2 separate regions of the Mus musculus genome follow, and region 2 is linked to region 1. A link is a contact called in public ChIA-PET data. All regions are on one chromosome and are shown on one strand. Each heading gives the region's core, a stretch centred on a gene start, on an enhancer-like site or on the middle of the called end of the contact. The rest is flanking DNA. Distances are from core to core; before and after follow the strand shown. Region 1 has its middle 190 kb from the start of Gm30392. Region 2 holds the start of Lrp10 (low-density lipoprotein receptor-related protein 10).

The links. ChIA-PET counts read pairs in DNA pulled down with a chosen protein or histone mark.
Region 2: a contact with region 1 is called in an RNA polymerase II ChIA-PET map of memory CD8 T cells, with 67 read pairs. The contact joins the promoter of Lrp10 here to the enhancer-like site in region 1. A contact is called at or near these places in 1 of 39 promoter capture datasets (cranial neural crest) and 4 of 115 datasets of contacts at active chromatin or transcription factors (bone marrow-derived macrophages, effector CD8 T cells, large pre-B cells and 1 more).

The regions. Positions count from the first base shown.
Region 1 is chr14:53,801,006-53,806,605 of GRCm38.p6, forward strand. It overlaps Tcra. Among named protein-coding and RNA genes, the nearest start is that of Gm30392, 190 kb to the right of the region's middle. Within about 2 kb of position 1,671, at least 21 of the 459 cell types and tissues checked have an H3K27ac peak or open chromatin away from gene starts, as enhancers often do. A contact at or near this core is called in memory CD8 T cells, where this site is marked.
Region 2 is chr14:54,462,488-54,468,422 of GRCm38.p6, forward strand. Lrp10 (low-density lipoprotein receptor-related protein 10) reads left to right here and starts at 1,660. Exons shown (of 7, transcript NM_022993.3): 1 at 1,660-2,124; 2 at 2,417-2,461; 3 at 3,087-3,222; 4 at 4,973-5,163; 5 at 5,277-5,935. The coding sequence starts at 2,088.

The DNA.
Region 1 (5,600 bases), core at 421-2,920:
CTGACTGTGCGTTCAGTTAGGTTGTCGGTCATTTATAGATCGGCCTGTTTCCACCGTATTTTATTCTCTGCACCAAACCATCATCTGTTTTCTGATTGTTCCCACGGGATCTAGAAAGCACCTCAAGTCCTTTCAGACCCATTCAGATGGTGAAGAAGTCGTCACCCTGCTCAGAAGTCACACCACCTTTCTTGGCCCAAACAAATTTCCAGGTAAGATATTTTCCTAGTCTGCCAAAGTTCTTTTAGTGAGAGTGCAGAGACCGGTCTCTGTTCTGTCTTCTTCTAGAAATCAGCTAGCTCCACTAGCCTCGCCATTTAGTTGTACCTCTGGAAAACTCCGTGAACTATTTCTGTGCTCTCCAGGCCCCACAGGGTTTGAAGTGATAGTAAACCCTGGACAAAAACCCAGGAGCTCACTTGAGCTAGCCTCTGCTGAAGGATCCCGCCTGAGATACACACCTGCAGACTCCAGGCAAGAGGGCAGCTCCTGCCATGGGCGCTTTATCTGTGGTCTGGATCAGAGGATACTTACAAGAGAAACTGTCTTCTTTGAAAACAGTTGTCAGGAGTAGCTTTCCTCAGCTACACTATGTCTTGAATCCTTGAATCATAAGTAAATCGCACAGAACGTGTGTAAAGATTTTTAGAGGTGATAACTATCCCATAATAAAGTGTTAGTTTCATTTAAAGATGCTCACAGCTTAGATCTGGTGTCGTTGTTGGGATTGTCAGTTGAACTCATGATCTTGCCTTCTTCCCACTAGGCTTTGTTTTAACTGTGTGCAATCAAAGACGTAGGACCACAGTGAGTAACAAGAGGAAGAGGTCAATTATAAAAGTTATAAATCACATGGTTCCAAGAGTTAGTGGGAACTCTGTGCAAAGCTATTTTCCTTGCCCATATCTGCAGAGGAGTTGGACTAACACATGGGAAGGAAAACTGGATGGATGATGGAAAGACACTTGGCTGAACTGTGACCCGAAAGGATGTAATGAGGATACCTGCGGTTCACAAGGACAAACCTCCTTTAATACTGTCCGGAGGGTGACCTTGGGAAGCAGTTAACTGGTACCACTGTACATGTGTACATGGGCTAATCTCTTCCTCTTGTTACTCCCTGTGGTCCTGCATCTTTGCTTGTACACAGTTAAAACAAAGCCTAGTAGGGAAAGGGCAAGGACATGAGTTCAACTGTTCATCCCAACAACTACACCCGGATCTGCACTATGGAGAATGTACACAGAGCAGCTCAAGGAGGAGGCAGAGTGGAAAGTGGGGGAGGTACAATAAGAGAGCTGATGGGCTGAGCATGTAACTGAGTGTGAGTATTCTCTTAACATGCACAAAGCCTTGAGTGCTGTCTCCATCTCTAAGGAATGAAAAGAGAAATAAATTTTAAAAGGGAAGAGAAGCTGTTAAATTGATAAGCACATACAGGAGTACCTGAAGCCCAGGCCAACATGCAGAGATAACACCCACCTTCTACCCTGCATGGTTTCTCTCATGGCCAGTCCTAATGTGTAAGGAAGCAACTTTGGGAAGTATCATGGCCAGGTGTTTGAGACAATGTAAATCTACCACAATGCCCACTTGTGAACTTGGCACCATCCTGCACCTCCCTCAACAACACTTATAGTTCAAATGAAGACATAGAAACATTGGGCTTCCTGTTTACGTCATAACTCTCCCCAAAGAGGAGACAGAAAGAGGAGCCATGTCTGTGGGTGATAGTTGGTCTTCTAGCCAAGTCACATTTCCTGCTAACACTCTATGACTCCACTACTGAAATCCTGTAAGACACAATGTTATCTTTCAGCAGCACATCTTATGTTAAGACATGTAAATTAGTGGAAGGTTAGGAAAACATGCTTAGTACACCCATAAACACACTTGCACTGAGTTTAATCCGGAAGCAGTTTCAGAATGATCGTGGCCTTTGTTTCTATGAATACTCCAATGTCTACAGCCGGGTTTTACACATAGCTTTTCCTTCTCTTAACTGAAGCCCACAGTCAGTCCAGCACTGGATTTATTTTTAATAGAAGAATGTCCTTGATCAGGAAATCATAGATTTGATGACGAGTTCCTCAAACTGGCCTCTGTGATTAATCCAAAAAGTGTGACAGACATGAAGGAAAAATCCAGTCTTCAGTGTTTGTTTAGGTGTAGTTCTTCATTATGTGTTAATGGGAAGACATATGGGAAATGTCCTTAAGAAAGACTTATTGTGTGAAACAACTGAAGTTATTTGGGAGAAACCATTCTAAAAGTTCTTAAACAGAATAAAGGAAACTTTAAAGCTTTCTATAAACATATCTGTAATTGTATTTTGTTTAAAAAAACACAACTAAGAAGGGGGGGTTGTGACTGGAGAGATGACTTGTCACTTAAGAGAGCTTGTTACTCTTGCAGAAGATCCAAGTTTGTCTGGCGGCACCCACATGGTGGCTGACAACCTTCCATAACCTCAGTCTTAGGAGATCCAGTGCCCTCTTAAGACCTCTGTGGGCACCAGGCATTCATGTGGCACACATACAAACATGCAGACAAACACTCAGCATTCATACACATAAAATAAACAAATCTTTAAGAAAAGAACACACATTCAATAAATAAAATCTATTATTTAAAACGGAGGTGGAAATTATGAGCAGCCCAAAAAGAAAAGATGAAAAAGTCAAAGAATAATCTGTAAAACCACATTTACAACGCATAGTTTTGGAAGAAGACTCAGAAAACACAAAGTAGGAACAAACTTGCTTGAGTCAATAAAATCAATGAAAATATCAAAACCCAGCTATTTCAGAAATATGAATATCCAGTTACTCCAGGCACTTTATATCATTACTCGCCAGACAAATGAAAATAAACTTCTGATTGCTCCCCTCTCTATTGAGGTCAGCACAGCACCCTGAGTCATGAGGAAGTGACACCTGGAGCTAAGAGAAAAAAAAAAAAAAAAAAAAAAAAACGATGACTTCTTTCTGTAAAAGAGCAGCAAGACTGGACCCTCGGTGGTGGTGCCATAACTGTTTCAAATGGCTTTTAAAGGGACTTTGAGAAAACGATTCCAACCCTAAGTACAGACTGTGCAACTATCCACAGATTTAAAACAAAACAAGAGGGTAATGAGCTCATCTGTTAGCAGGGCTGAGCATCTGCGGTGTCACACCTGCACTCCTGTGCTCTGAAGTACAAAGAACCTGAGGGGCAGATTAGGAGCGCGTCGCCCGATCGGGGTTTGTGTTCCTTGTCTCGGTGTAGCTTTACTCAAATGTGAAATTGTTATCTGTTTTCCTGCTGTGGGAATCCAGCTGTAGCAAACTCCTCCCTAGGGAAAATGAAGTGCGAAGCTCTTTCCTAAAGGACTGTCGACCTGATGGCCAACTAACTTTTGTGACTTAACGCTGGCTTTGCTGCCCTCTAGTGTTCATAGCTTAAACTGGTTTGAACGTGGTGTAGTAGGAACTGTCTGGGGGAAATGCAGCCTTCCCCTGCTGTAATAATGTAGGAGGGCTCAGAAGGACTGGCAGGCTGATGACATAAGGCCCTGTTATATGGGTTAGTGGAGGCTGGAAGTAATGGCATGTCTTGTAGATAAGTCTCGGCATGACTACACACGGCAGAGAGGATGTCTGAGCTTGTTTTCTCCCTCTCTGCCCCTTCTCTCTCTCTCCCACCCTTCTCTCTCCTTCCATTACTCCCTCCTTCCCTCCCTCCCTCCCCCTTCTTTGTTGCTAACTTATGTCCATCGCTCTTCACTTTTTGTGTTTAGAAAACAACCCGAGATACGGGAGCAAGAGTAACTGATGGAGAAAAACAGATGCCCAAAGATTTCCTGACTTGTTCAATTATGTGATACTTCGGAATTTATGATTGTTGCTGTTAAAATTAGAACACAAGAATAGATTCACCATAGAGGTCAAACAACACGGCGGGGGTCGGGGAAGCTCCTCCGTGCTAGAATGGGCTGCAGTTAGACTATAGGGCATTTTCTTCATTAGTGATTGATGGGGAAGGGCCCAGCCTATTGTGGGTCGTTCCATTCCCTGGGATGGCAGATCTGGGTTTTATAAGAAAGAGACTGATCAAGCCATGGAGAGCAAGGCAATAAGTAGAGCCCCTCCTTGGACTCTGCATCAGCTCCTGCCTCCAGGTTCCTGTCCGGTTTGCATTCCAGTTCTGTCTTCCTTCCTTGATTGGACCACACTAACTCTTCCCTCCCCTCCTTGCTTTCTGGCCTCCATGTTTCACTGAAGCAATAGAAATCCTAACTAAGACAAGCTGGTAGCAGGATTATGGGGTACTGCTATGCCAGGCTGAGTTCTAAACAGATTTGCAAATGGTACTGGTAGGTCAAAGAGTTGCTTCTACATTCAGGGAAAGAAATCATTCCATTTCCCCAAATCACCTGCCAAAAAAAAAAATCACTTTTGAGAAAAAAAAAATCAGTATCTTTAGAGTCTAGCTGGACTGTCCTCTAATCTAAACAGGCTTGCCTGATGCTTTTATGGTCCTTCAATAATTATTTTGTTCTTTCTTTATTACTTTCTAAGCAACCATCAGGGCATCTTTTAACTAAAGGCAGCGGTGGCTCGCATCCTCTGACTGTCACTGTTCCCTAAGGAGACTCTGACTACAGAAGCAAGGCTTTAGCTGACAGTTTTGCCTTGATTCTCGGGTTTGTGGTTCTGTGCTCCTCCATAACCCTGGTGCTAGTGGTTCTGTCCTCCCAGAGATCTTTGTTTGGGGACATGTGTCAGGACCTCCCCACCCAACCGCTGCTTAAGTAGAATTTACTTAGGACTTCCATGGCCATCACTGATTGTACCTCCTTTGTTGGCCCTATCAGTCGTTCCTCCTCCTGTGCAGAGCGGTTCTCCCACTCACTCCACAAGGCTAGCGTCACTGTTTGCACTTCTTTCTTTTTCCTTCACTAATAAGATGTGCAATAAAAAATAAAAGTGCCGCAGATTTCCTGGGAGGCCTATAGACTGTTGGGTCTTCAGAGGAGCAGACAAGCTGGTGGTCTGTGACCTTATGAAACCTAGTTAGCTCTATAAAGTTTTGATTTCCTGTTCATTATATATGACAGCTAACACTGTAAAAGGCTGTTGTGATAAATGTGCATAGTCATTAGTCATTACTGATGGGCCTTCCTGGCCATAGTAATGAGAGAAACTCCAGGCTTGTCACTTGCTGTGACACACACTTTCTTCCATTCTTAAGCTTTCTAGTTTATAAAACGAGGACGGTAGCATTTTCTAGCTCATAAGATTAAATAGTACTACTTAACTCATAAAATTAGATCATCTGCTTAAGATTCACTTTCACCAGATTTTATTGCTTCAATGAACCTAACACCAAAGAAGGCCTAATTTTTCCACCTTTGACCACAAGGGGGCACTGTTGCATAGACTGAATGTCTATAAGGGCAAGAAAGAAAAAAAAAAATCCTGTCACTTCAGCTAGCCTTTATACCTTGCAGCTCTCAGAAGTGCAGTTGTAAGTAGAAAGGACGACAGAGCAGTCATTGCCAAGGGAGGAGCATCTCTCAGTTAATAGTCTCCAGGCCTTGTCCACAGGGAGATTTTCCT
Region 2 (5,935 bases), core at 410-2,909, 660 kb after region 1:
TCAAACCCGTAAAGATCTACCTGCCTTGAACCCTTGAGTGCTGAAACTAAAGGTATACACCAACATGACCAGCTGTTTTTACATAAAATCTATCCTAGAAAGTAGTCAGGTGTTAAAATTCTTGTTCCAGCTGGACATGGTGACGGGTTTATGATGCCATCACTTGGAAGTAGAGGCAAGAGAACCAGGAGTTCAAAGCCAGCCTAGGATACAAGAGACCTCTCAAAAACAAACAAAGTCTTTGATCTGAGGATTCTAGAATCTACCATGTCATCTCTAGCAGCAGGGAGTCTGGTCCAGACAACTTGACTGAGTCTTGTTGTCTGAGTCTAGCTCTTTTATATGCCAAGAGTTTGATTTAGAAACAAGGTATCTCAACTATTTGTGACTCAGTTTCCAACACTGACTTCTCAGAGGTGTGGTCACCTTTCAGTGAGATAATATATGCAAAATGCTATGATTAATACCTAGCAGATGGTGAGTGATTCTCTAGAAGCACTGAAAATATTTGTTGACATTTATTTTAATCATTCATCCACACACACACACACAAGTTGCAATGTATGCCACAGCACACAGGTAGATGGCATTTATTCATGTTTCATATACACATCACAAGTAGCCTGATGATAAATTTAATCAAGTATTTTTAGCAATGCTGAAGATGAAACAAAGTTTTACTGTATGGAATTTCCCACCTGTGGCACTATGTTGGTGCTCAAATTGTTTAAAACAGTGGGAGCCATTCAGATTTGAATATTCAGATTTGGGGAAGGTATTACTAAACTTCTCCATGCCAGCACTTCCTTATCTGTAAAATGGAAGTAACCATAGACTACCTCACAGGACTGTTGACAAGAGGAACAAACATCTCGCTGTTAAATATTTACTATATGTATACTAAATGTACTTAGGTATAAGCCTGAAATGTGAAAAAAAATATTCAACTTGTTATTCTTTTGTAAATATTACCCACCTGTGCCACAGGAAACCGGAAACCCACAAAATTTAATAATACTACCCTGTAACTGAGAATAATTGTTGCTATCAGATAGAAACACCTCACTTCCTATGTCTGCCAACGTGCTTAGGGCTCAATCTACAATGTTACCCTAAATGTTCACAAGTACCATAGGAGGGAGTCACACTATCATGACCCTCAATTTTTACAGGACTGCTTGAACGGAGGAGTAATTTTCTCAAGTTCACGGATCCAGCAAGTGAAGCCATATTATGTCTTTACCATTCGTAGAGATCACTGCATCTCAGCAGGAGAGCAAGCAACACTCTTGGGACAAAGGTACCCAGTCTAGGCCCCAGCCTACAGGAAGTGTCAGTTTCCAAAGCTGAGGCGGGGGCGGGAGTGATGAATAAACATTGTAACAGATAATTATAATAGCGCCTGGTAATTGGTTCAGTAAAGGCTTACTACCAGAAGCGCTACGGGATCTAAGGCGCTGGGTGAAGAAAAAGTACTGAGGATTTAAGGGTCCAAAGACACGTAGCAGTTACGGCGGGAAAAGCAGACATCCTTTGACAAGACACATCTGAAAGATAACGCAGGCGGCAGCCAAAGGGCGATCCGGAGCGTGACGGCAAAAGCAACCCGGAAAGGAGCTGAGCGCAGGTGGGCGTGGCCGCGCGGTGACTGGCAGGGGTGGGGCCAAGCTGGCCGCGCCCCTCGTCGCCGGCTGCTGGGCTTCGGCCGGGGTCCGCTGGGGCACCGCGAGCTGTGCAAAGCCGCCGTCCCCTAAGGGCCGCGGGGACCGAGCCGCACGCCGGCTCGGGGACGGGCAGTCCACAAAGTTTGGTCCGCGGAGGACGCAGCGTCGAGCCCGGCAGGTGCGGCCGGGCCTGGCCGGGGCGCTCGCGGCCTTCCGGGCGAGCACCGCCGGGCACTGGTAAGGAGCGATCAACTCTGAAGTTAGCAAGAGGCGTCACGCCTGTTCCTCTCCGCCGTGCGTCCAGCCCTGGCACCCCGAGCCTGGGTCGCACCGGGGCTATGCAGCCCCCACCCGGCGAGGAGCTTCCTGCCAGGTAGACAAGAGGCGCCCCGGGACCCTGCCGGCACCCCTGTTCAACCCAGGATGCTATCGGCCCTCCCTCTTCTTTTCCTCCTCCTCGGTAAGAGTCCCCGCCCCGGTGTCACTGCCCGCCGTCCCGCGCCCTCCTTGGTGACCCACGACCCCTGCGACCGCCGCCCCGTCGAGCCTCGGCCTCCTCTCGGGCTGTCCCACACTGTCCCTCCCACTCACAGCCAGGGAAGGCGACCTTTCGGCGAGGTCACGCACCTCCTTCCGGCTCCTCTACCCCTTCCTATAAACTGTCCGGAAGTCTCAGATGGGCCTCCCCTTGGAGTTGCCCAGGTGAAGAAAACTTGACTCTCTCTGCTGCCCTTTCTCGATTCCCCCTCTAGGAGGTGCTCTGGCCCGCCCAGACCGGATCACTTTCCCACGTTCTGGTAAGTAAAGCGAGTTCCTAGGGTTCTGGGGCATGGGAATGAAGATGCACCCTAGAGAAAAGAATCTCTCCCCTGGATCCTGGAGTCTGCTGTAATTTTAGAATAGGTATCATCCATTACTTTACAGAAGGGGAAACTGAGGCTCAATGTGAACTGGCACCTGGTAGTTGTTAAGAACCATCTCGTTTTTTTATGTGTAATATCCGTGTTTTGTCTCCCTAGTTAGGGTAAGGTCTTCCTGAGAGTAGAAACAGTATTTCTCTGCCAACTGACCCTGTGGCTGGCACAAAGCCTACAGTAACATTACTTATAGTGTGAATACTTAAGATGAAGTATAAAGAATATGGAAAAGGAGTAGGGTTGTCAACTCCTATAATCCCAGCACTTGAGAGGCAGAGGAAGGAGAATCAGTTCAAGGCCAGCCTCAGCTATATAGTGACTTTGAGGATATCCTAGGTTACAAAAGGTTTTTGTTTTTAAACAAACAAACCAAAAAAAAAAAAAAATGGAGAGGGACCAGTTGGCTGTAACTGGTGGGTGGAGATTTTTGCCATCTTGAGGCATTCAGAGGGGAAGAAGAATATTAAAGAACTCTACCAGTGTCTCCCCCCCCTTCTCCCTCTAGCTTGTGAGGCGCCCCCAGCTGTGCTCTCAGAAGTACAAGGCACTTTACAGAGGCCTCTAGGCCGGGACAGCCGAAGCTCCCCTGCCAACTGCACCTGGGTTATCCTGGGCAGCAAGGATCAGACAGTAACTGTCAGGTGAGAAATAAGGCAAGTCCCCATTTCTCTCTACTGCCCCTTCCCTCTCCCTCTGAAAAAGCCTTTGATCACCTTTCTATGATATTACCATCCTTGTCAGCAGAAGAGAATTTGGTTTGTCTGGGTCTGCTGTAAAGGCTTAGCTATGGTGGATATTTAGCTTGGGGACTGTCCATCTCAAAAGGACTCTAGAAATTATTCTGGGTTCAGCTAGACTTGTGATGAGTCCCTGAATCATAGTGTGGCCTAGTTGTTAATCAACTTAGTCCCTTCCTCAGGGTTGGGACTGTATTACTAGCTCATTGGTGGAATGCTTGTGTGGAGTGTGCAGAAGTCCTGGGTTCAGTCTCTAGCAAAACAAACCTTCTCTGGGTCTGCCTTTCTGCATTGCACTACTCCATCCTTACTCTCCCCTCCCCCTTCCTCTCCTCTTCCCCTGTCCCTTTTCCCCTCCCCTCCCCCTCCCCCCTCTCTCTTCTCACATCCTCTCCCCTTATCTCTCCTCTCCTCTCCTCTCCTTTTTTTTTTAAAGATTTATTTATTTATTTAATTTATCTGAATACACCATTGCTCTCTTCAGACATACCAGAAGAAGGCATCAGATCCCATTACAGATGGTTGTGAGCCACCATGTGGTTGCTGGGAATTGAACTCAGGACCTCTGGAAGAGCATTCGATGCTCTTAACTGCTGAACCAGCTCTCTAGCCCATCCCCCTCCCCTTTTTCTGGTTTTGAGACAGAATTTCACTGTGCAGCCCAGCAGGTTGGTATTAAGTTAGCTCCATCTCATCCTCCCAGATTTTGGGCTTTCCTGTGGAGTCACTATGCCCAGTATTCCTTTTTCTTTTTTCTTATTTTTTGGTTTTTGGTTTTCATTTGGTTGGTTTGTTGTTTGTGGTTTCTGTGTGGTTTTGGTGGTTTTTGTTTTGTTTATTTTGCTTTCAGTACTGGGAAACAACTCAGGGGTTCACACATCCTAGATGAGAGCACCCTACCTCTAAGCAACAATCCCAGCCCTGTACCCCTAAGACTCCTCATTGGGGCCCACGTCATTTGGCAGTTTGCCTCATACATTTCACTTGATGAGAACTTGCCCAGAGAGCAGGATGGTAGTGGCACACGCCTTTAATCCCAGCACTCAGGAGGCAGAGACAAGCTTAGTCTGTGATTTCGAGGCTAGCCTGGTCTAAATCCTGAGTTCCAGGATAGCTAAGGCTACATAAAGAAACTCTATCTCAAAAACAAAATAAACAAAGGAAACACAAAAGAATTTATTCAGAAAGGTATATAAAGGAGAGAACAATCTAAAAAGAGACTGTTGACCCGTGGTACAGCCCTGGGGACTTCAGATTTTCCCTTGTCACTTATGGAGCTGAGCTGTTGTGGTTAATTGAACAGATACATTTTGTCAGCTAACTACCGGGCACTGTGCTTGGGTTATGGTATTGCCACAACTGGAAAGTAATAACCCTGGTCTCACCTTGGTCCCTGAACACATCGGTTCTCTCAAAGGACTCTAGGAAGGGTCTTGTGGTCTGATGGCACCTCTGTTGGAACTTTGCCCCTTGCTTATATTTTTCCCCATCGACTCTATTGGCTGAGTTCTCATTTGGCTCTTTGAATCATGGGTAAGGAAGCATTTGTGCTTCCTGGGCTACCAGGGACCTGTCATCAAGAGGGGAGGCAGGGGTGGGGGTGGGGGAGCAAATCTCCAGAGCATCTCATGTCTTGCTCTTCTGTACCTCATAGGTTCCAGAAGCTGCATCTGGCCTGTGGCTCAGAGCATTTAATCCTGCACTCCCCTCTACAGCCACCAATCTCCCTGTGTGAGGCCCCTTCTGGCCCTTTGCAGCTACCAGGGGGCAATGTCACCATTACATACAGCTATGCTGGGGCCAGAGCACCCATGGGCCAGGGCTTCTTGCTGACTTACAGTCAAGGTAGGCTGAACAGGGTGTGTGGTGGGACCATTGGAGGAGAAGTGGGAGTCCCCCAGGAAGAGGCAAGGATCCTGGGAGTTCTGGCACTTCCCTGTCTCTTGATGCCTCTGCAGATTGGCTACTGTGCCTGCAAGAAGAATTCCAGTGCCTGAACCACCGCTGCATTCCAGCTGCTCAGCGCTGTGATGGGATTGATGCCTGCGGGGATGGCTCAGACGAGGCAGGCTGCAGCTCAGATCCATTCCCTAACCTGAACCCAGCCCCCGCACCAACTCTGGCCTGCAATCTCACCTTGGAGGACTTTTATGGGGTCTTTTCTTCCCCTGGATATTCACACCTGGCCTCAGTCTCCCACCCCCAGTCCTGCCTGTGGCTGCTGGACCCCCATGATGGCCGGAGGCTGGCAGTGCGCTTCACAGCCCTGGACTTGAGTTACGGAGATGCAGTGCATGTGTATGATGGTGCTGGACCCCCCGAGACCCCTCGACTGCTACGTAGCCTCACCCACTTCAGCAATGGCAAGGCTGTCACTGTGGAGACCCTGTCTGGTCAGGCTGTTGTGTCCTACCACACAGTTGCTTGGAGCAGTGGCCGGGGCTTTAATGCTACCTACCATGTCCGGGGCTACTGTTTACCTTGGGACAGACCCTGTGGCTTGGGCTCTGGCCTGGGGGCTAGTGAGAACCTAGGTGAGCGTTGCTATAGCGAGGCACAGCGCTGTGATGGCTCATGGGACTGTGCCGATGGCACAGATGAGGAGGGTTGCCCTGGC